Regions from separate parts of the Mus musculus genome. Here all the other regions are linked to region 1. Evidence: chromatin contacts called from public HiChIP or PLAC-seq and promoter capture Hi-C data. All regions are on one chromosome and are shown on one strand. Each heading gives the region's core, a stretch centred on a gene start, on an enhancer-like site or on the middle of the called end of the contact. The rest is flanking DNA. Distances are from core to core; before and after follow the strand shown.

What was found. Promoter capture Hi-C pulls out the DNA fragments that hold promoters and counts their contacts. HiChIP or PLAC-seq counts read pairs in DNA pulled down with a chosen protein or histone mark.
Region 2: a promoter capture Hi-C map of pre-B cells shows a contact between it and region 1, with 10 times the contacts expected there. The contact joins the promoter of Rrp36 here to the promoter of F630040K05Rik in region 1. A contact is called at or near these places in 2 of 39 promoter capture datasets (hippocampal neurons and pre-B cells) and 4 of 115 datasets of contacts at active chromatin or transcription factors (embryonic stem cells, large pre-B cells, pancreatic cancer cells and 1 more).
Region 3: a contact with region 1 is called in a FOXA1 HiChIP or PLAC-seq map of pancreatic cancer cells. The contact joins the promoter of Dnph1 here to the promoter of F630040K05Rik in region 1. A contact is called at or near these places in 9 of 39 promoter capture datasets (the C10 cell line, the HPC-7 cell line, the SN4741 cell line and 5 more), 1 of 15 datasets of contacts at CTCF or cohesin (pro-B cells), 3 of 484 Hi-C or Micro-C datasets (the G1E-ER4 cell line, embryonic stem cells and reprogramming fibroblasts), 9 of 115 datasets of contacts at active chromatin or transcription factors (the 230-238 cell line, T-cell acute lymphoblastic leukemia, astrocytes and 5 more) and 2 of 9 other capture datasets (embryonic stem cells and liver).

The regions. Positions count from the first base shown.
Region 1 is chr17:45,732,862-45,736,333 of GRCm38.p6, reverse strand. F630040K05Rik (RIKEN cDNA F630040K05 gene) reads right to left here and starts at 1,828. Exons shown (of 5, transcript NR_152153.1): 1 at 1,488-1,828. 1600014C23Rik (RIKEN cDNA 1600014C23 gene) reads left to right here and starts at 2,490. Exons shown (of 2, transcript NM_028164.1): 1 at 2,490-2,748; 2 at 3,212-3,470. The coding sequence starts at 2,541. The coding sequence ends at 3,309.
Region 2 is chr17:46,672,677-46,676,148 of GRCm38.p6, reverse strand. It overlaps Rrp36 (ribosomal RNA processing 36 homolog (S. cerevisiae)), which reads left to right and starts at 1,823. Exons shown (of 7, transcript NM_144857.2): 1 at 1,823-1,952; 2 at 3,302-3,443. The coding sequence starts at 1,862. It overlaps Klhdc3 (kelch domain containing 3), which reads left to right. Exons shown (of 12, transcript NM_027910.3): 12 at 997-1,599. The coding sequence ends at 1,063.
Region 3 is chr17:46,494,984-46,498,455 of GRCm38.p6, reverse strand. Dnph1 (2'-deoxynucleoside 5'-phosphate N-hydrolase 1) reads right to left here and starts at 1,667. Exons shown (of 4, transcript NM_207161.3): 1 at 1,484-1,667; 2 at 1-31. The coding sequence starts at 1,646.

The DNA of each region.
Region 1 (3,472 bases), core at 579-3,078:
ATGAGGCAGAGTTTCTGAAAGGTGCTGAGGCCACACTCAATCCTCCCTCCTACCCACCTGGAGGGCAGAATGGACCCCAGGACATAAGGCCAGTATCAGCTCCCACCCCCACCCCTGCCCCAACCAGAGACAGAAAGATCTAGTGGAGCCTGCTGCTGCCCAGGATAACTGAGTCGGCCCGAATTTGGTGGTGTTACAACTACAGGTCATTGTAGCAGGTGTGTACCTGTTTATAAAGGGTTCCCCGGGAGCCTAATGAGAGACCACCAGGGGCTGAATCCTATAACCCATGAGCTGTCTTGCCAGGATCCCAGATGTAGCCCAGATGTCCACAGCAGTCCCTCCCACAGGGTGGGACACCAGCTAGTCTATGCAGCCCCTCCCAACCCTTCTTCCAAGGTCAGGGAAGGAAAGCCGGCCATCTCCAGTGCGCCTTCCCCATTTAAGATGTTGGGAGAGGCATCTCTGTCCCTCAAGCTCTTTTTCCTGCCCAAAGCCACCTGGGTTCATCCTGTTGTCTAACTTCGAACCCTCTGACAGGTTAAGTCTAAATCATCAAAAAGAAAGGCAAACTTCCTGGGGGGCAGCTGGGGGGGTGGGGAGGACAGGCCAGGGAGACCGGACTTACTAGCCCTACACAAGGAAGGATTCTCTACCCACCTCCCTGGTGGCCTCAGTCCTTGGGCAGCGCCCTCTGCTGGCCAGAAAGAAATGCAGGAAAGAACAGAGTCCTACAGATCTTTGGGAAGGTCTGAGAAGGGGGACAAGGGACAGAGAAACAAGTAAAAACGTTAAGCTGCCCTGTCACTGACCTGAGCATACATAAAGAAGCAACCCTAGATGTGAGGAAGTTGTGACCCGCTTTATATGGACCTAGGGGTTAAGCAAGCTGGCAAACAGACTTTTAACACCCCAGAAGTGGCACTTCCTGCCCTGAATAGCTCAGTTGCCCTCTGCCCCTGAAACTCTTATTCCTGCCAGAAAGCCTTTCCTGCCACCTCCTACCAGGGCAACGTGCTAGAAGGTGCAGCTATAGCCAGAACCCTAGAACCTAAGAGCTGAGAGAGAGAGGGCACCTCAAGCCAGAAACATACACACAGAGATCCAAGCCCAGATCCCTGCTACAGCAGAACTCAAGATAGAATTAGGCCCTGGCCCTGAGTCACATCTTGGCATGAGCTTGCCTGACCAAGACAGGCCAGCTTGTCCAGAGGTGAGACTTAGGTCACAACCCATCGCCCTACCTCTGATGCCAGGTATCCTTCCCCTCACGTCCCACACGTGGGGTCAGGGTGGGGCCTGGGATGGACTGGGCTGGGCTAGTGCTGAGACCAGTGAAGGGTGGAGCACTTGGAAGGCAGAGGAGGGACATCCTGGGTGAGGGAGGCTACGAGTGTCCCCAAGGACTGGTGGCTTCTGGATTATCCTCTGGTGGTTGCTTCTCTAGCCCTGGGCATCTGCACAGGACCTTCACCCGGCTGACTTACCTCCAAAGACGGCAGCTCCTGACCTTCCCGGGCCCATTAGGGCCTGAAGCAGGGCCACACTTCCATGCTGCAGCCAGAGGGCCAGGCTTGTCTGCAGCCCTCCCCGTCAAGCACATGACCCAGTGGGCTTCCTTTGTGGCCCCCTGCATTACTTAACTGATTCACTGATCCCCCTAAGTGGCCAGGTCCCTTTCAGACCCAGGCAGCCTAGGGAGACTCCTAGGGGCAGTGTTGAAGCCCAGGAGGTACAGAGATCTACCGGCTTTAATTGGAAGTAATTAGTTAATCTACTCTGAAAGCAGTGGGGGAGGGGAGGAAGCTTTGGGGAAAGAAGACTCTACACTGTCAATCTGGTGAGTCTTGGGGGACCATAACTCTCCCCTGCACACGCACTCACTTAGAAGGCCTTTCTTTTCAACCCCAAGGCAAACCCAGGCCCGGAACAGACAGGGGGCAGCTTTGTATACAACAAAGCAGGTGCCCTGGGTTTGGTGGGAATCACCTTTGAGAGCAAGCCAGGAGAAAACCAAAGAAGGGAGCTAGAGAGATGCAGGAACTCTAGGGTGAGAACTGGTTCCTCTCTGTCACCTCTGTTTGCACCCTGCCCAAGGTCACGCACGTACAGCCCTACAAGTTAGGAGCCAGTGCGCTCCCAGCCCAAAGGCTAGCTTCGCTATTTCGGCAGCGAGAAGCCATTCCCATAACGGGGAAAGGGGCGCCGGAGGACAGAGCCCTAACCAGGCCCCAGGGGGTGTGTCCTCGGCCACAACGCGACGCGGGCAGGCAGCGTGGCGGGGACTCTGGCCGACAGCCTCCCGCGCGGTCCGGAGCAGCTGACCCGCTGGCGATCGGCCAAGTTGCGGCGGGCCGGGAGGCAGCAACGTGCGGCGCGGCATGTCGCGGGCCCGGAGACAGGGAGCTGTGGGGGCGGACCGGCGCGCCGCCTCCCCCCTCCGGGCCCCGGCCCATTCATAAAACCCAAAGGCATTGCCCAGGCCTGGCAGGCTTGGACTCCTAATTGCAAACTCATTAAGGAGTTTGCATCTCATTTACATGGAAATCATTTCCTGGGCCCTCAACAGAGAACTGTCCTCTCTATCCATCAGGCATACTGTGCCCAGTTCGACCCATCTACAGAGTGGGACAGAAGGGGGCCTGTCTTTCGGCCAGTGCCCCCCTCCCCAGTCTACCCACTGGGAGTCCCGGAAAGGGGGGCGGTTGGCAGAGCACCCACCAGCAAGGAACCCTGCCTGCGCCCCAGGTGAGCTGGCTCTAACCCCAGTGGGTCCAAGTGAGGGAGGTGCCCGCCAAGTCATTTGCCCCCCGGCCTGGCCGTGCCCAGGGAAGGGAGGAGGCGGTAGGCATTGGTCCGAAGCAGCTGGTTGTACCTGGCAAGAGTAGACCTGGTGGGTGAGGCAGTTCGTGCCCAGCCTCACGTACCTCCCTGCTACAGGCCGTGCCCCCACCCCCACACCCCTTACCCCACAGAACAAGCGCTCAGTGACTCCAGACACAGACACCCAGTCACAGCGCACAAAGGCACCCACAACTGGGCCAGCCGTCATAGCCACCATCCTGGCAGCCACTCTCGATGGCACACAGATCCTTCACAAGCCATTTGTCCAGGGTTGGGGGAGAGAGTCCTGTCTCGCGGAAGTGAGCCCAAAGAGGGTGTGCTCCCTTATGAACAGCACATGTGACCTCCCACCCCCTCTTTCCTACAGGTCCTTTTGGAAGTCCTCAAGTGCTGGCTCTGCAGAAGGACTTGCCCTGGCCAGACAGTGGGAATTCAGTGACCTGGTCATACTCAGGAGGAAATTGAAACCTGTGAGGATAGCTTGCTCTCCCAGACTGTATTAGAGCTGGTTTCTGTCCTGGTCCTTCATGTATGTAGTTAAGAGAGGGCTTCCAGCGTGTTCCATGTGAGGAGCTGGGGTATCCAACTGTTTAATGTTTAAAATGAAATAGAACCGTCTAAAGCCCAT
Region 2 (3,472 bases), core at 574-3,073, 940 kb before region 1:
GTGACAGCTATCAATCAGCTCTGGAAGAAAACATTCTGGATTGTTCGAGCCACGCTCAGAAGCTCTGCTGCCCTACATAGTTTTGTTTGTTTTCGTGATGTATTTTGACTAAATTTCAGGGTTGACTACAAAGAAGGTTGAAGAGTTTCTGGACTCCCTTAGGTCAGGAATGGAGAGAGGTTCCTATTTCTTGCCCGTATTGAGTTCAAATTGAGCACCAAAAGTCACTCCATGAGACATTGCCTCCTCTTGGTCATTCTAAGACATTCCTGCCTCCTTGAGCCAGGTTTTATTTTTTATTTTTTGGTTTCCCGAGACAGGGTTTCTCTGTATAGACCTGGCTGGCCTCTCCTTCCAAATGCTGGGATTAAAGGCGTGTGCCACCACACCCGGCTAATTCTTGCTTGTTAAGGTCTCTGTGTCCTTTGGTGACAGAGAATCACCAATTCACAGAATGAATCCCAGACTGGCCCCAATTTAACACGGGTGCGAATACCTTAATGCCGAGTACACGGCTTAGAGTCTTGTATAAGGAAGACTTAAGTCTTTGTAAAATGAAAGTGGTGTGGGAAGCATACTTTTAAGTTGGTGGGGTGGATGGGAAAATCTTTAGGTCCCAAAGTTTAGGGAGAACAGGAGGTCTGAATCAGGGCCTTAAAATAAGGGAAATTGGCAACAAGGGATTGACGCTCTGGTAAGGATGAGGGGGAAGTGCTGCCTGGCTGGCTGCAGACTGCAGAGCAGGAGAGGTACCTGGGGTGTTTACTAAAATGGGTACACCTGAGCCAGATGCTTAGGCTCAGAAGTCTGTATAAACATAAACAGGAAATCCCAGAGAACCTGGAGGTGGTTGAGTAGGAGGAGGTGGGAGTTGTAGTGGTAGGTGGGGTCTGGTGATTAACCCCTCTGTGGGAGTTTGGAGGGTGCTGTGTCATAGCTTTGTTGTCATAGAGACCACCTCTTCCGGTCTTCTCTGCCCATTGTTCACCTTTCCAGGTGGGAGCTCAACGCCATGACCACCAACAGCAATATCAGCCGCCCCATTGTCTCCTCCCATGGCTAGGAAGTTTATGCTGCCTCCCCTACTGAGCCCTCTCTTGTCTTCATTGCCCCTGCCCTTCTCACCCGCCTGCCCCTTTGGACCCTGGACTCGGTATACCTCCACGTGGAGTTGATGGACTAGAGGTGTTTTCTGTGCTGTGAATTCAGTGGGGAGTTTTTTGGGGGAGGGCATTTCCCTCCCTCCTTGGGCCGAGGGCCCCTTCCCTTGGTGCTCTGTCCCCATCCACCTCCCTCCACCGCTCCTGGGCCTTTGCTCTGCCCCAGTCTGGCTGGGTAGCCAGGCTGTGTGTGCTGGAAAGGGACAGGAGTGGGAGAAGCCAGCAGTGTTGGAGCCTCAGGAGCCTCCCTCTCCCCATGACCACCCTCTCCCTGCTTGAGCATCGCCCGGGAGCTGAGAGGAGCCTCGGCTGTTGGCATGAAACCCCCTCCCCAACCCGCGGTGGTGGGGACCAACAGACAGCTTCACCCTTCCTTGAGCTGTTGCTGTACCCCTGAAGCTCAGGCAGCTCTGACTTTATAAAACCTAAAACCTCCAAACGTGTCCTATTTCTGGCGACTACGATAGAGGGGTGGAGGCAAAGGGGCCACCCTTGCGGTTCTGGCTTCAGGGCCAAGCATCTGAAGAAATCCGATGCCACTGAGCCTGGCAGCCTCTCCGCAGACGTGAAGTTCTACGGCTGCGGGGCGGTGCTTCTGGCAGAACCCTCAGCACATTGGCTCAGGCTTCCGGAAAGGGTGGGACGTGGGACCTCGTCGTGAGCGGAAGTCGTGCAAGTTTTCAGCCCGGACTACGGAAGACATGCGGAAGGCTGGTTCTAGGGCTAGGGCTGAGGCCGAAGGTCCTCACCGTGCTATGGAGGGCGGGGAGGTGACTGGCGACCGGCTGAAGGGTGAGGACCTAAGGCTGGGGTGAGCGGGAGGCGTTTGGCTGCGGGAACAGAAGCCGCCCGAGTGCCGCGGTTCAATGGAGGCCGAGAGGAGCGGGTGCTTCCCGCTTTACGACTTTGGGAGAAGTTTCGTGGTTTGGTTTGGTTTGGTTTGGAACATGGCGGTGGGCGGGGTACGGAGGGCGGGGATGTCTCATAATGTGGCCCAGGCCAGTTTCGAACTCTTGGCCGCCCTGCCTTATTACCAAGTGCTGGGTTTATAGGTCTTAAGTCTCCGGGCCAGGCCTGGGCATATTCTTAAAGGGAGGATTTGGGTTCTTCCTAAGTCTAGTAGGGCGGGATGCGACTAACTAAACTGTATGCGTGCACTTGGAAATAAAGAATAACCAAACAGCAAAGCAAAAAGTTCGTTGTCGGTCCACTTAACCTCTAGAAAAGGGTATTTAGCCAGGCGGGTTAGTACACGCCTGACCAGCACTCGGGAGGCAGAGGCAGCCAGATTCCTGTGCACTCCAAACCAGCTTGGTCTACATATTCCAGTGATTCTCGACTTTCCTAATGCTGTGACACTGGTGACCCCAACCATAAAGTTATTTTGTTGCAACTTCATAACTGTGATTTTTGCTACTGTTATGAATAGTAATATAAATATGTTTTCTGATGGTCGTAGGCAACCCCTGTGAAAGGGGCTTTGGACACCTTCCCCAAAGGAGTTGAGACTCAGGTTGAGACCCTTTGACACAGTGACTTCCAAGCTGAGGGAGATGGAAGCCACTGGAGAGCTTTGAGTTCAGAATACCATGAAAATTAGCACAGGGAGGGATAAATCAGACTCTTTTTTACTATGCAAAAATAAATAGGTTCTGGCCAGGAGGTGGTGGCACATGCCTTTTTAATCTCAGAGCTCTAGAGGCAGAGGCAGGCAGAGCTCTGAGTTTGAGGCCAGCCTGATCTACAGAGGAAGTTCCAGGACAGCCAAGGCTACACAGATCCTGTCTAGCAACATTACAGAGTAGCACCTTGGCGACCAGTGCTGCCTAGCAAGTAAGGATGGTCTTTGCTATGTATCTGATGTGTGTGTGTGTGTGTGTGTGTGTGTGTGTGTGTGTGTGTGCGCGCGCGCGCGCGCGCTTGTGCAAGTATACGTACATGTGTGTGTCTTACAAAGTGGACGTGGAGCTCAGAAGACAGCTTTGGTCAGTCTGTCCCCTCCCTACACCATGTGACTCCAGGCTCTAACTTAGGTGGTCCAGCCTGGCAGGGCGTTCTTTTCATATTCTGAACCTAGCCCGATGAAGACTTTTCCTGCAGTGGGGAGGTACTGACCGGAGTTGTGTGACCTTTTCCTGCAGCAGACACATCTGACATGTCATTTGAGGAGCTGTTGAGATTACAGGGCCAAGGGAGACCCAAGGCACACAAACAATTGGTAGCTGGAAACAGCACTAGAACGCGAAGCCCCCAACAACCCGTGTGTGTCGCCGATAAGCACCGGTGAGGACCAAAGCCTGCCCACAGAGTTA
Region 3 (3,472 bases), core at 418-2,917, 760 kb before region 1:
ATGAACTGGTCGCCCCCAGCAGCCTCTTCCCCTGTGGTTGAGGGCAAGCTGGTCAGAGATGGTCCCTACCCCAACTCAGTACCTAGTAACTTCTATGTTCTCGCTGCTTCTCAAATCTACCCTGCTCAGAGAGGGGCAGAGAGAGGGAACCCTTGCCCCAGCACCTTCAAAAGCCAGTTCAGGAGAGGAGTCTGTTAAAGGGATGAAGAACAAAACAGCCACAAGAAAAATGCAATCCTGTTCACGGAGGCACGTGTGGGTGGGGCTGGGTGCGTGTGGGGAAAAGGTCTGACTCACCCGGAATCCAAGGGGCGTGTCTGGGGTCAGAGAGCCAGGATCACAGTTTCCAGTTTGAATCAACTCTGCTGTTTAGGACGGTAAGGCTCTGCAGGTGGCAGAGCAGAACCACACTGTCTAAAACTTCTTTTGTGAGCCTGAGGATCATGGCTCATAGCACTAATCCCAGCCCCGGGAGCAGAGGCTGGGGAAATCTGTGAGTTCCAACACAGCCTGGTCTACACTGTAAGTACCATGATGGCCAGGGATATGTAGAGAGACCCTGTCTCAAAAAACAAACTAACAAGTTGTGTGTAGCAGCAGGTGCCTGTAGTTCTAGCACTTGGGCGGTGAAGGCAGGAGGATGGCGAGTTCTAAGGCCATCCTTGGCTACAAGTCTGACGTCACTGTGCGTTTATGACAGCCTGTTTCCAAAATAAAGAAAAGAAAAAGAAAAAGCAAGAAAAGTGACTAGGGGAGAAAACCCAGATTCAAAGGTTTTCTCCAGGCTATCACACTCTGTAGACTGTTTTGTCTCATTTCTTTGAGACAGGGGTTAACTCTGTAGCCCAGGTTGGCCTGGAACTCATCCTACCCTCTGCCTCCAGAGTGCTGACATTGGCGCTGAAGGTGGAGAACTATCAACAAAACACACCATGCGCTAGCCAAGCATAAGCACAAACAGGTTCTTTCCAATCCCCTGGCATTTTTTGCCTACGATTGATTCTTTGTCTTTTAAAAGATTCTCCCAGAATTGCTTTAGAGTCCACAGCTTAGGAGTTTGTTCTTGCATGGGGCAAGGGAGATCTACTTAAAAGTTTTTGGAGCAGAAATACAAGAGTTCTAGGTACAACTTTCCTACTGGAGGAGTGCTTATCCAGACCAGCTTATCAAAGCCTTGCTAGCCCAAAGCTGGGTCTGGGCTGTCACTTGCTTCCAGTGTGCTGGACAGGGACACTTGACCTGCGCATGGAACGTACACATATAATCCAGGACCTTCCATAGCCAGCCGGTCCCCTAACCATTACGAGGTCCTAGTCTGCAGATCCCCTAGCCTCCGGTCTAGCCTGCGGGTCACATGAGCTGCGGGTTCCCCAGGTTGAATGTCTACTAGCCAGTGGGTCTCCTATCCGGCAAGTCCCTAGTCAGCCGGTCCCCTTAGCCTACAGGTCCCCAGCCTGCGAGTCTCCAGCCCGCGTCGCCTCACCACGCGGCTCCAACTCAGCATCAGCCACGTGCTCAGTGAGCACCTTCCCATAGCGCCGCAGCCGGGATACGATCCGCGAATACAGAGCTTGGTCTTCCCGCCCGCCGCGGATGCTCCCGCAGAAGTACACAGAGCATGGAACCAGCTCCCCGGATGCCGCCATCGCCGCGCGCGGGCAACCGCTGCCGCCGCTACCACGTGACCTGGGAAAGCGACTCCCAGAGGTAAGGGGACCTTCTTCAAGCTCGCTCTCTTCCCGGATAGGCTCTTCCCGAGCCAACCCGCTCATTAGTTCTGACTCCTCCCCGTGACCTGCCCCTCCCCAGCTCCTAGCTATTCAAGTAGTTCTGTACGGATCTCAGTGCTCTCAAACTCTGTACGGGATCCATAGGCAACTGTGATTGGCTCTCATTAATCTTTCCAAAATTTAAAAAAGATTGTTAACTTATTTTAAAAATATTTTATTATTCATACATGTATGTAGTGTTTTAATCAAATCTAACCCAGTCTCTCTCTCCCCTCCAATCCATCTTCTATCCCCTACACCAACTTCATTTTTATTTATTATTTAAAATAATTATTATCTTTGATTATTTTATTATTTTATGTGTATAGGTGTTGTGATGGTTTGTTTATCCTTGGGCCAGGGAGTGGCACCATTTGGAGGTGTGGCCTTGTTCAAATAGGTGTGACCTGGTTGGAATAGGTGTGTCACTGTGGGTGTGGGCATAAGATCCTCACCCTAGTTGCCTGGAACTCAGTCTTCCACTAGCAGCCTTTGGATGAAGATGTAGAACTCTCAGCAATGCCTGTGCCATGCCTGCCTGGATACTGCCATGCTCTCACCTTGATGATAATGGACTGAACCTCTGAACCTGTAAGCCAGACCCAATTAAATGTTGTTTTTTATAAGACTTGCCTTGGTCATGGTGTCTGTGCACAGCAGTAAAAGCCTAACTAAGACAGGTGGTTTGCCTGAGTTTATATCTCTACATCATGTGCATGCCTGATGCCCCAAGAAGCCAAAAGAGCACAATGAGCTAACCTGAAACTGGAGTTACAGACACAGTGAGCCACCATGCAGGTGCTGACAATCCAACCTGGGTCCTCTGGAGAGTGGCCAGTGCTGTTAACCACTGAACCATCTCTACAGCTTCCCTCCCTACCCACTGAGCCCATTAGTGCTACCTATGTGTGCACCGGTGTGGAACCATCTACTGGAACAAGTACAGGCAGCCTCTCAGGGTCGTGCCTGCCTCACCAGCTGTTAGCTGTCAGCAACGCTTCAGCTATTGGCATGGGGCCCTTCTCCACACAGGGTAGGGTTTGGACCAGCCTGATCGTGCACGGGCAGTCATAGCTTCTATGAGTTATGTGTGTAACCCCACTGTCATGTCCAGAAACAATGTTTTCATGGCAGTCCCTCTGTCTTTCAACCCACTCTTCCATGGAGATGGCCCATTTACATTCAAACACTCTACAGTCTCCGAGAGACCCTATTAATCTGCAAAAAGAAGCTCTTCTGACGAGGGCTAAGGAATGCTCTAATTGATGGGTACAGAGATATGGAATCGGGCAAGACGGTTACACTTTCTAGAGCCTGACTCCCCACCATTTCCATGGCCACCGCTCTGGCCCTGCCCCTCCCCAGATCTCCCCATTCCAGCTCTTCCTACCACAGTCTGCTAGCCACTCTGAGGAGATGGAGAGCCCCTCAGTGACCCCACCTTAGTTAGGATAAAACCAGGGGGGGCCAGTGGCCCACAAGTTACAGAAGAGCTGTGAAATGCATTATTCTATCAAGGACATGGCCATTGCCGCTGCCACCAGCACTGGTCTTAGGATGGACACCCTGGGTCTACAGAAGAACAAAACTCTCCACAGCCACGCCTGGATGCATGCATGCATGCATGCACAGAGGCCACCACCCTCATCCTCACTGCTAAACTATTTCCTATTGATAGGTTACAGAAAAGGGGATGCTTTCTG